Regions from separate parts of the Mus musculus genome. Here regions 1 and 2 are each linked to region 3. A link is a contact called in public promoter capture Hi-C data. All regions are on one chromosome and are shown on one strand. Each heading gives the region's core, a stretch centred on a gene start, on an enhancer-like site or on the middle of the called end of the contact. The rest is flanking DNA. Distances are from core to core; before and after follow the strand shown. Region 1 holds the start of Slco4a1 (solute carrier organic anion transporter family, member 4a1). Region 2 holds the start of Gata5 (GATA binding protein 5). Region 3 holds the start of Col20a1 (collagen, type XX, alpha 1).

Evidence for each region. Promoter capture Hi-C pulls out the DNA fragments that hold promoters and counts their contacts.
Region 1: a promoter capture Hi-C map of embryonic stem cells shows a contact between it and region 3, with 2.5 times the contacts expected there. The contact joins the promoter of Slco4a1 here to the promoter of Col20a1 in region 3. A contact is called at or near these places in 3 of 39 promoter capture datasets (embryonic stem cells and pre-B cells) and 1 of 9 other capture datasets (liver).
Region 2: a promoter capture Hi-C map of embryonic stem cells shows a contact between it and region 3, with 2.4 times the contacts expected there. The contact joins the promoter of Gata5 here to the promoter of Col20a1 in region 3. A contact is called at or near these places in 6 of 39 promoter capture datasets (embryonic stem cells, erythroid cells, liver and 3 more).

What each region holds. Positions count from the first base shown.
Region 1 is chr2:180,454,903-180,457,656 of GRCm38.p6, forward strand. It overlaps Slco4a1 (solute carrier organic anion transporter family, member 4a1), which reads left to right and starts at 1,343. Exons shown (of 12, transcript NM_001355218.1): 1 at 1,343-1,471.
Region 2 is chr2:180,332,846-180,335,987 of GRCm38.p6, forward strand. Gata5 (GATA binding protein 5) reads right to left here and starts at 1,834. Exons shown (of 6, transcript NM_008093.2): 1 at 981-1,834. The coding sequence starts at 1,524. It overlaps Gata5os (GATA binding protein 5, opposite strand), which reads left to right and starts at 12. Exons shown (of 5, transcript NR_045877.1): 1 at 12-183; 2 at 823-1,098; 3 at 1,337-1,476.
Region 3 is chr2:180,985,073-180,987,893 of GRCm38.p6, forward strand. It overlaps Col20a1 (collagen, type XX, alpha 1), which reads left to right and starts at 1,463. Exons shown (of 36, transcript NM_028518.1): 1 at 1,463-1,541. The coding sequence starts at 1,463.

The DNA.
Region 1 (2,754 bases), core at 93-2,592, 530 kb before region 3:
ATAAATAACAAGTCAGGCTGGAAGAACTAAGCTCAGCAGCCAGTCTCTTCTCTAGACATAAAGGAAGAGCCCTGCCTTAGCTCCCGAGGCTGCATGGAGGGTCTGTCCCCAGGCACCCTGTGACTAGTGATGTCCTCATGAGCTGACAGCAGGGTCCACACTAACTTTACTTTTGTGTAGCCCAAGCTGATCACAGACTCTGATTCCTTCTGCCTTTACTTCCCCTGTCCAGATTATAAACTCTGGATGCCTTGGAGAGTTGGGGAAGGTTATTTTGTTTCTATTGTTTTGCTTTGGTTGTTGTTCTTGGTTTTGTTTTGTTTTATTTTTATTTTTAAATCCAGACAGGATTTTATTAGGTAGCCCAGTGTGGCTCTCCCACTAAAGATTCTCCTGCATCAGCCCCATGTATGTATAGGATTATCGGTGAACATCGCCACACCTGGCTCACATGTATTTTCAATTAAATGTAATACACCCCAAAGGGAGACATATATGGAGAGTTTCTGCCATCGGCTGTTGATTGTCAGTGGTATGATGTTAATGGCTAGTGGCTGTCGGCTGTTACTTGGCTAAATTCAGACCAGCTACTGTTTTCCATTTCCTTCAGTGATGTGTTGGAATCATAAAATTAAAAAAAAAAAGAAAAATAAAAAATAAAAAAGGTTGTTTGCTTGATTTTCTGAGACTGGGTTTCTTTTGTAGCCCAGGCTGGCCTAGAACTATGAAAGTGGGACCCTTCTTCTGCCCCAGCCTTCCGAATACCCACAGGCTTACAAGCAGTAGCCATCACACTCGTATGGCTAATTATCTTAGTTTTACAGATGCGAAAACTGGCCCAGAGGGGTTCAGAAATATGTTCAAGGTCGCACAGCAGAGAACGCCTCAATTTGAAGGTGACTGGTATATTCTCTCTCCATCTCAGGTCAAGAGTACCCGGAACTGGAACCCTGTGGGCTCCTCCGGTGAGGGTGTGGTTTGGCCCAGCGCCCCGTTGCACTGAACTCACTGGTTGACCTGAGCAGAGAGTGGAGAGATCCCTTTGCCGGGCTGGAGCTGTACCCCACGCCTGAGGGGATCGCTACTCGCGCCCTCCAACGCCTCGGTTCCACGCTTGAGCAGGTGGCATCTACGACGCAGTGAGACTTGAGCCATATTTTCCTAGCCTGCAACCTCCAGAGTGTCCCCCAACAGAAAGAAATCACCGCGTGCAAAGCACTAGCTAAGTCCCGCTCTCTGTGCTGTCCCTGACCCGCCCAAGTTCCGCCCCTCCGCTCGGCCCCGCCCCGGCGCGCCCTCGCTACTGTCACCTCTGGCCCCGGCCCGCCCGAGCCTCGCTGCCATTGGTGGCGGTGGTGAGGCCACTACCCCCATCCCTGCGGGAGCGGCTTGGGCGATGAATGAAGCGGGAGTGGGCTGCGCGCGTAGTCCAGAGCGCAGGGCGCAGCGCGGCAGCCGGGTTCGTGGGAAGGTGAGTGCTCTGGGATCTGGACTGCTTTGAGGTCTCGGACCAGGATGGGGACAGGGTCTGGCTCCGTACTAGATGCCTCCTAGGTATGCCAGACTCCGACCTGCTGACGTCAGGAGCGCGGCAGGTGTTTGCGGAGGCTGGACTAAAGCGCGGCGGAGCCCCGGGTGCGTTGTCTGAAGACACATCCCGGGGAACCAATGCGGGGACAGAGTGGGCTCAAGGGAGCCGGATGCAGAATTCACCCCTTCTCACTGCACATGAGGGAAGCTGCAAGTCTGCAGTGGGGTGGGGGAAGGCAGAGCCGCTGCGCTAGAGCGAGAGGGAAGATGGGAGTGGACTTGGGGCGCAGGAAAGCGTGAGGGGGGGGGGGGGACCGCTAGAGCTGTCGGCCCAGGTTAAAGGTTTGCTAGTATACGCAGGTGCGAGCCTCTGCGGGTCTGTTCAGCGACAGATCCAGTGGCTGTGGTGGTTGTTGCTAAGACCGAGGGAAACGTGGAGCACGGAAGTTGCTCACTAGTGGCGGGCTTTGTCCCTACGAGGAGCGCGGATGCCCGGGTCCCTGAGGCCCGGTACCTTCACGCAGCTCTCCGATGCCCCCGGACGCGTGTGTACGCCAACGAGAGTTCGGGTCGCTTTGCTGCCTGATTGGCACGCTTAGCTCCAAACCCGGGAACTCAAGGCAGGGTACCTCCTTCACAGGAGAGGTGAGCATCTGTAGGAAAAATGAGATAGAGACACATAGTCGCACCTTATAGCTTGGGGCCCCAGGCGCAGTGGCTTGAGTTTAGCGTGATGAGGATTGCTGGCCTCCCCCAGACATGGCCTTGGGGTGTTTCTGTCCCAAGGTGTTGAAACTGCCCATTTGTGATGGAACTATCCCAACTTCAGGGCAGTGTTTTTTGTTTGTTTGTTTGTTTTGTTTTGTTTTGTTTTGTAGTTTAGTAAACCAAGGTAGCTGTCTAGTCAGCTGTTGTTAAAGCAGCTTGGGGCAGGTGGACGGCAGGGAAGAGAACACCTGGTGTTTAGCCGAATTATTTATAAATCTTAGCTGTGGTAATGGGGACAGCAGGCGCTGTTTGCTGAGCCTGGCATTTGCTGGCTTGGAGAGGGCTTTGGATAAGAGCAGTCCCAGGCAGCATTTTAAAGTCCCCTTGCACAGAGGAGCAGCCTGGGGCACCGGGATGTTTGGCTTGCCTAGAAATGACACAGGGGAGACCGGAGGTTTGTATCATTTGCCAGCCATTCTCTCTTCAAGAAGAGAGGAAAGCCAGGTCAGAGAACCA
Region 2 (3,142 bases), core at 584-3,083, 650 kb before region 3:
CAAGGTCAGAAGATTGGGAGACAGAGATTTGAGATTCTACAAGGGCCTACTGCCAGCTTTGTTGTGGGATCAACCATTGTCCTCCCTCAGAAGACAAGACACAGGGACATCAAGGGACCACACATATGCAAGCAGTGAGACGTTGGCTCAGGGCAGGGAGGATCAGTCATCTACTGGCTGGAGGTGGGTAAAAGGCACAGGGGCTGTCCTTGTCCCACTAACTGTACTAGGTCAGCTTGAGACCTGTCTGGGGCTGTGAATCAGGGGCCCAAGCTTCCAAGTAGCTGGAGGCATGGTTTCAACAAGGCCCAGAGGCTGCAAACAGAGCTTGGCCCTCTTTGCTGTGTCTGTTCCTCAAAAAATACTCAGAAAGCCAGACAAATGATTCCACGATCAACAGTCTTGGAATCCAATCTAACCTATGTTCCTGTGAGGTATGGAACTCTTAAGATGGAACGTTGCAGAACAAGATGGCTGTGGTGACTTTATCAAATAATCGCTGTTTTAAGCTTTATAAAATTCATTTTCAGCTCCGCTCATGCCTGTAAACTCAGCACTTTGGAAGGCTGAAGCAGGAGGTTTGCTGTTAAGTTTGGAACTAGGTTGTCTTAAAACCAAAAAATACTTTCCAAAACTTCCCGTGAAAACTTTTTAAATGTAGGTTCCAAATCGACATAACCCAGAATGCTTTTTTTTTGGGGGGGGGGGGTTGGTCGGGTGAAAAGCAGAAATATATTATTTTCTTGCTATTGTGCTGAGAAAAGAATTCTGTATCGAGCGTTTTTCATCGTATTGTGTTTCATGAAGTTTCCTGTGTCCTAGCAATTCTAGGCGGGAATCTGCGTGGTCGGACTAGGCAGAAAAGCCCTGACTGCAGAAGAACGCATCTCGGATTTTTGCATTTCGTAGCGCGCGGGTTTATTGCTGCGCGCCTTAGTTTTAGAGCCAGGTCCACCGGGCAGCCCCAGCCCGGTACTCACCGAAGCTGGTCCTGCGGCCAGGGAGGCCACCAGGGCGAGCTTGCAGACCGTGCAGGATGCTGCTGTCGAAGGCTCCGGAGGTCCACGAAGGGGCTACGTCGGAACTCATGTATGCTGGGTAGGTTGTGGGGTACGAGGCGCCCATGGGTCTCCCGAGCGGGGTCGGGTACTGTTCGCGAGCCAGCAGCGCGCCCTGGAAGGCGCCGCCGTCCCGGACCCCCGCGCTGCCGCCGCTGCCCGACCCCGGAGGGCTGTGAGCGAACGGGAAGGTGGTGGCTCCCGGTGGGTGTGCGGCTGGCGGGTGCGGGCTTCCGGAGCCGAAGGCTGAGGAATCAGCGGCAACTGCTTGTGTCCAGCTGGAGTGCGCGGCGAGCGCGGGAGCCTGCGAGCCCGGCTCACACGAAGGCAGGTACGGCAGCATGGAGGGCATGCGAGTGGGTGCCACGAACACCGGGGAGCCGGTTCCCGAAGAGTGCAGAAAGGCTCCGGAGTCGGCGTAAGTGCCCTGGCCGGGGCTCTGGGCTAACGCCAAGCTTTGGTACATTTTTTTTCCCCGCGCGAGCTTGACCTGCAGAGAAGAAAGACGGGCAGACGTCTAGGGCAGGATCACTGGGCCCCCTCCATCAGCTCTTGCGCTCGCCCGGGGCAGGTGCTGCTGCTCCGCTTGGGCACTCCACTTTTTTGAGTCGGTTCACCAGGGCAGGTCCCGGGCTCCTCTGGGTGGAATGACAGGGTTAGATGAGGCGCAGGACCCTAGGAACGAGGTCCTTGCCTTGCGCAGAGATCGCCAGCCAAAGCCCTCACAGGAAGGCGCGGCGTTGGCCCAGGGAGGGTGACCGGTGGGTTGTAGACTGGGTCTCCACAGAGCCGCTCTGTAGGGAATCCCGGGAACTTGGGCTGCCCCGCCCCCGCCGTGCCGCCCCTTCTCTCTTCTAGTCGGTCCCTCCCTCCGCTCAGGGTCAGCGCCGGGGCTCCAGCCGCGGGGCCACGTGACCCGAACAGGCTCTGCTGTCCGGCTTTGAGACCACAGCTCGCCCGCGTACCCTCGGCTGAGCCCGAACAAACAGGGGGTGGGAGGAGGCTGAGCGCGAGCACTCCTGGGACAGCAGCAGCTCTGAACCGTCTAGAACTTTGTTGCTACGGTCACGGGTGCCAGTCCTCGCCCCACGTCTATTCCGAGCTCCCGCCCAAAGCTGGTTTAGTGTCCTGTGGCTGAGGCCCTTCTGAATCTAGGGACACAAGGTGCTGGAGCCAAGTTGGCTTGCGATTGATTCCCCCTATACGCCCGAACCTACGTGGGAATCTAGCTTCAATGGCAACCGCAGGGCTCAGGCTGCTATTCTCTCACTGGGTATTTTGTTCATCAGCAATGACTCGAAGTCCACCAGGAACCCCACAGTACTGAGTTTTTGAACAAGGAGGACCACTCGCTGTTTGACCAGCGCCAGCGAACTCTGAGTAGAGTCCTAAGGCCACAATTGAAGACTGTTAGACTCCAAGTCCCGCGGCTTTCACAGGCTGAGGAACTTGGCAAGAGTCTCTTTCAGCAAGAGACTGATGATAGAGCACCTAGCTCAGTTTTGTTGTGACTTATGTCCTCCGGCTTACCTTACTAGGAGTTCCAGATGAAGAGTGGCCAGAAGGTGCAGCAACCCCGGAGGGCTCGAAGATGGCAGCGAATGTTTCTCACTTTCTCATGCTGGCCCCCCCGGGTGCTGCAGACAGATACGTGGGTGAGGCAGGAGCTCCTGAGATAAGGGAAATACACCTACTAACCTTGAAGTCAGTGTCCAGTGTTTCTGCCGCTCAGCGCGGGATTAGTTTATTAGTCAGAAAGGAGTGAACATTGCCTGCACACTGGTGTCCACGCAACCTGCTCTCTTCAGCGTGTGGAGATCTAGTTGTGAGTCACAAGTGGAAGTGAGGGGGGCACCCTGGGCCTGGGGATGGTACAGACTGTCCTGACACAGGCCCCAGAATCTGAGCCATGGAGGTGCAGAGCAGAAGCTGACTTCGGGTAGTCGTGGGAAGGGGAGCTTGCCAGTGCTTCCTGCTTCAAATTACCTCCCACTGCATTCTCCTGGCCTCCCCTTTTCCTCCCTCCTTGAGGTGGGGGCTGAGTCAGGGCTCTTGGTTGATGCTTCCAGCACTGACTTCATGGT
Region 3 (2,821 bases), core at 213-2,712:
TTGGAAAGTGAGGAACACTATCCTTGGAGCAGGAGGTTAGTGACTCATTTATGGCCCTGGGGCTGGGTGCATGAGGGGGCTTACCAGAGAATCCACTGGGGAGAGACTGGGAAAAGTGATAAGGCCCCACAAGTTGAGGGACTCAAGTGTAGCCTGGAGACCTGAGCATCTTCTCCAGATCCTATGAGGGTTTCAGAAGACACTTGGAACTAAGGACATACAAAAAGGGCTGGTGGGCAGCAGAGGGGAACTTATGTCCATCAGCTGTGACCACCCTGGCCATGAAGTAGGGAGGGGTCTGGCTTCAGAGTGAGTCCAGAAGGCAGGGCCATTTCTGTGGCACTTCATAGGCAGATGGAGCAGTGGTCCATAGCACTGACACCTTAGTTTAAATCTTCTGGATGGGTGCATATATACACTCTAGAGCAGTGGTCCTCAATTTTCCTAATGCTGTGGCCCTTTAAAAAGTTCCGCATGTTGTGGTGACCCTCAATCATGAAATTATTTTTGTTGCTACCTCATAACTATGGTTTTACTACTATTATGAATCATAATGTAAAAATCTGTGTTTTCCAATAATCTTTGGTAATCCCTATGAAAGGGTCATTAGATGTCCCTTCCCCTACCCCAACACACACAAAGGGGTCACAACTCCCAGGTTAACTACTGTTCTAGGGTGTATCAGCCTGTAGCCTTCCTACTGGCCTTGGCTCTGCTCACAGAGCTGGCTTCTCTGCAGAGGTAACCTTGAGTATACAGGAAATGCAGGTGCTTTGTTCAGGGCTGGGGTGGGGATCCTGGGTTCCTCGGGCTCACGAATTCCAGGCTGGGTCATGCTTGTGTTCCCACCTCCAAAGTGCTACCCTGAGGTGGTGGACTCTACCCTATTGGCCTCTCTTTCAAGCATTATCTCCCAACTTCAGAGAGGACTCAAGGGTTCCCCAATACTTTTCATCCCTACTGTGCCTACTTCTGCTATAATCAGAATTTGGCCTCACATGTCCCTTCTGCTTGAGAGCAAGCCACCGAATGTGATGACCTTGATGGTATGAATCTATCCAAACCAATCTCAGACACCATGTGGGGCTGCTGGGGCCTCACGGTTTTGTTACTCTGGTGATCCCCACTGTGTCTATCGATTGTGGGTGTGAATACCAGAAGGGGCATGGGCAGTGCTCCCCCATTCAGGGAGAATTGGCTCCCTGCAGAGGGTACTTGAGCACACTAGGAGATTTTGTAGCTGAGGGTCCTTTGTTCAGTGGGATGCCTTAGTATGGCTTCAGTCTTCATCAACATCTCCATAATGACAAGTTGTAGGCCTCTGGGCTTCACTTATGTCTGTAGGGACATCCTGCTGGTCCATGGGAATGGATGCAGAACAAGCTTTCTTGTCAGGGAGGCGGGTAAGACAGTTCCTTAAGTGGTGAAGGGCTTTGACCTCTCCTCCCACAGGCTGTGCAGTATGAGCCTCCAAGGCTCCTACCAACACTTCTGCCTCTGGATGTTCTTGGGCACCACGTTGGCACTGGGGCAGGGACAAGGTAAGGAGGCAATGCCCCCACTGCCTGCAAGAGGAACTCTGCTACAAGCCTCTGACTTGCCATCACAGGCATTTTCCTGTAGTAAATGCCAGCCTGAGAGCTGTTCTAGCAACAGGCAAGCTGGTAGAGCAGAGAAGAGAACCCTCCCTCTTGCCTTGACCTTGTGGTACTTCAGCCTTGCTTAGGGAGGCTTTTTTTGCCTAAGTTATTTCAAGATTACTGGCATTCTCCAAATTTGATCCTTTATCTATGCCTTGCATAGTTATTCTGTAAAATTTTCAATCTGGTTTCATATACTACACACATGGCTTAATAGAGATCAATATTCCTGCCTCTTCACTCCCAAGGAAAAAAGCCTTCCTACTCTGTCTTAGAAGGGTAGTTTATCTCTCTTCTCTGTACATGTCTTGGGGCAAGAGTTTCCATCTGGTCCCTTCCTATTTGGCTATTCCAGGCAGGCTCCCCCTGGGAAAGTCTCTCGTAGTATTTCTATGACCTCCAAGGGATGTGCACAGGACTTGGGGAGGATCTGTGTTGCAGACTCCTTCCTGTGGAGCTGCTGGCTCAGGTGGGTCCCTGGAAGGCATGTTTCTGTGTGCCCATAGCCTTCACACTCATGACTACATCTAGCTCCCAGGAACAATATAGTATATTCCTCATGATACCTGACTGGTCTGGATCTGTTTCTCATCCAAGTTAAAAACATATCTTCCTACCACTACTATCCACAGCACTGTTGGTGGTTCCAACTCAGTGTTTGCCTGGAACCCATCAGACTTCATTTCCCAGCCTGTCCTCTTATCCAAGGGGGTGACTTCCACATGACAGAGTCCTTCAGCTCCCTTTGTTCAGACAGTGGAACCCCAAGGTGGGGCTCATAGGCTGAGGTTTCAATTGGAAGGAAGGCTTTGCTGTATGAACAACTTAGAGTGATTCTGTAAGACCCACAAATCCTGTTCCCCCAGCTCAGGTCTCAGCATGACAGGCTGCCCATGCATGGCTGGGATGGGCTGGGGCCTCAGAGACCAGCTGAGAGGTGAGCTGAGGTTAGGGAGGGGAACATGTGCCTGTACTGTCTGAGATAGTTCTAAAAGCTCCTAACACACTGAGGGGGAAAAAAAACAGAAGGCTCTTTATGGGCAAGAGTGGGGACCCATGCTCACAGCTGGCCTTTCAGAACCCCCACCTCATCCTGACACATTCCTGCCTTTCAATAGGTCACGGTCAGAGCGGCCGAGCCCATCCGGAAAGAGTTCATTCTGAATGGGTCATTGTGTCTA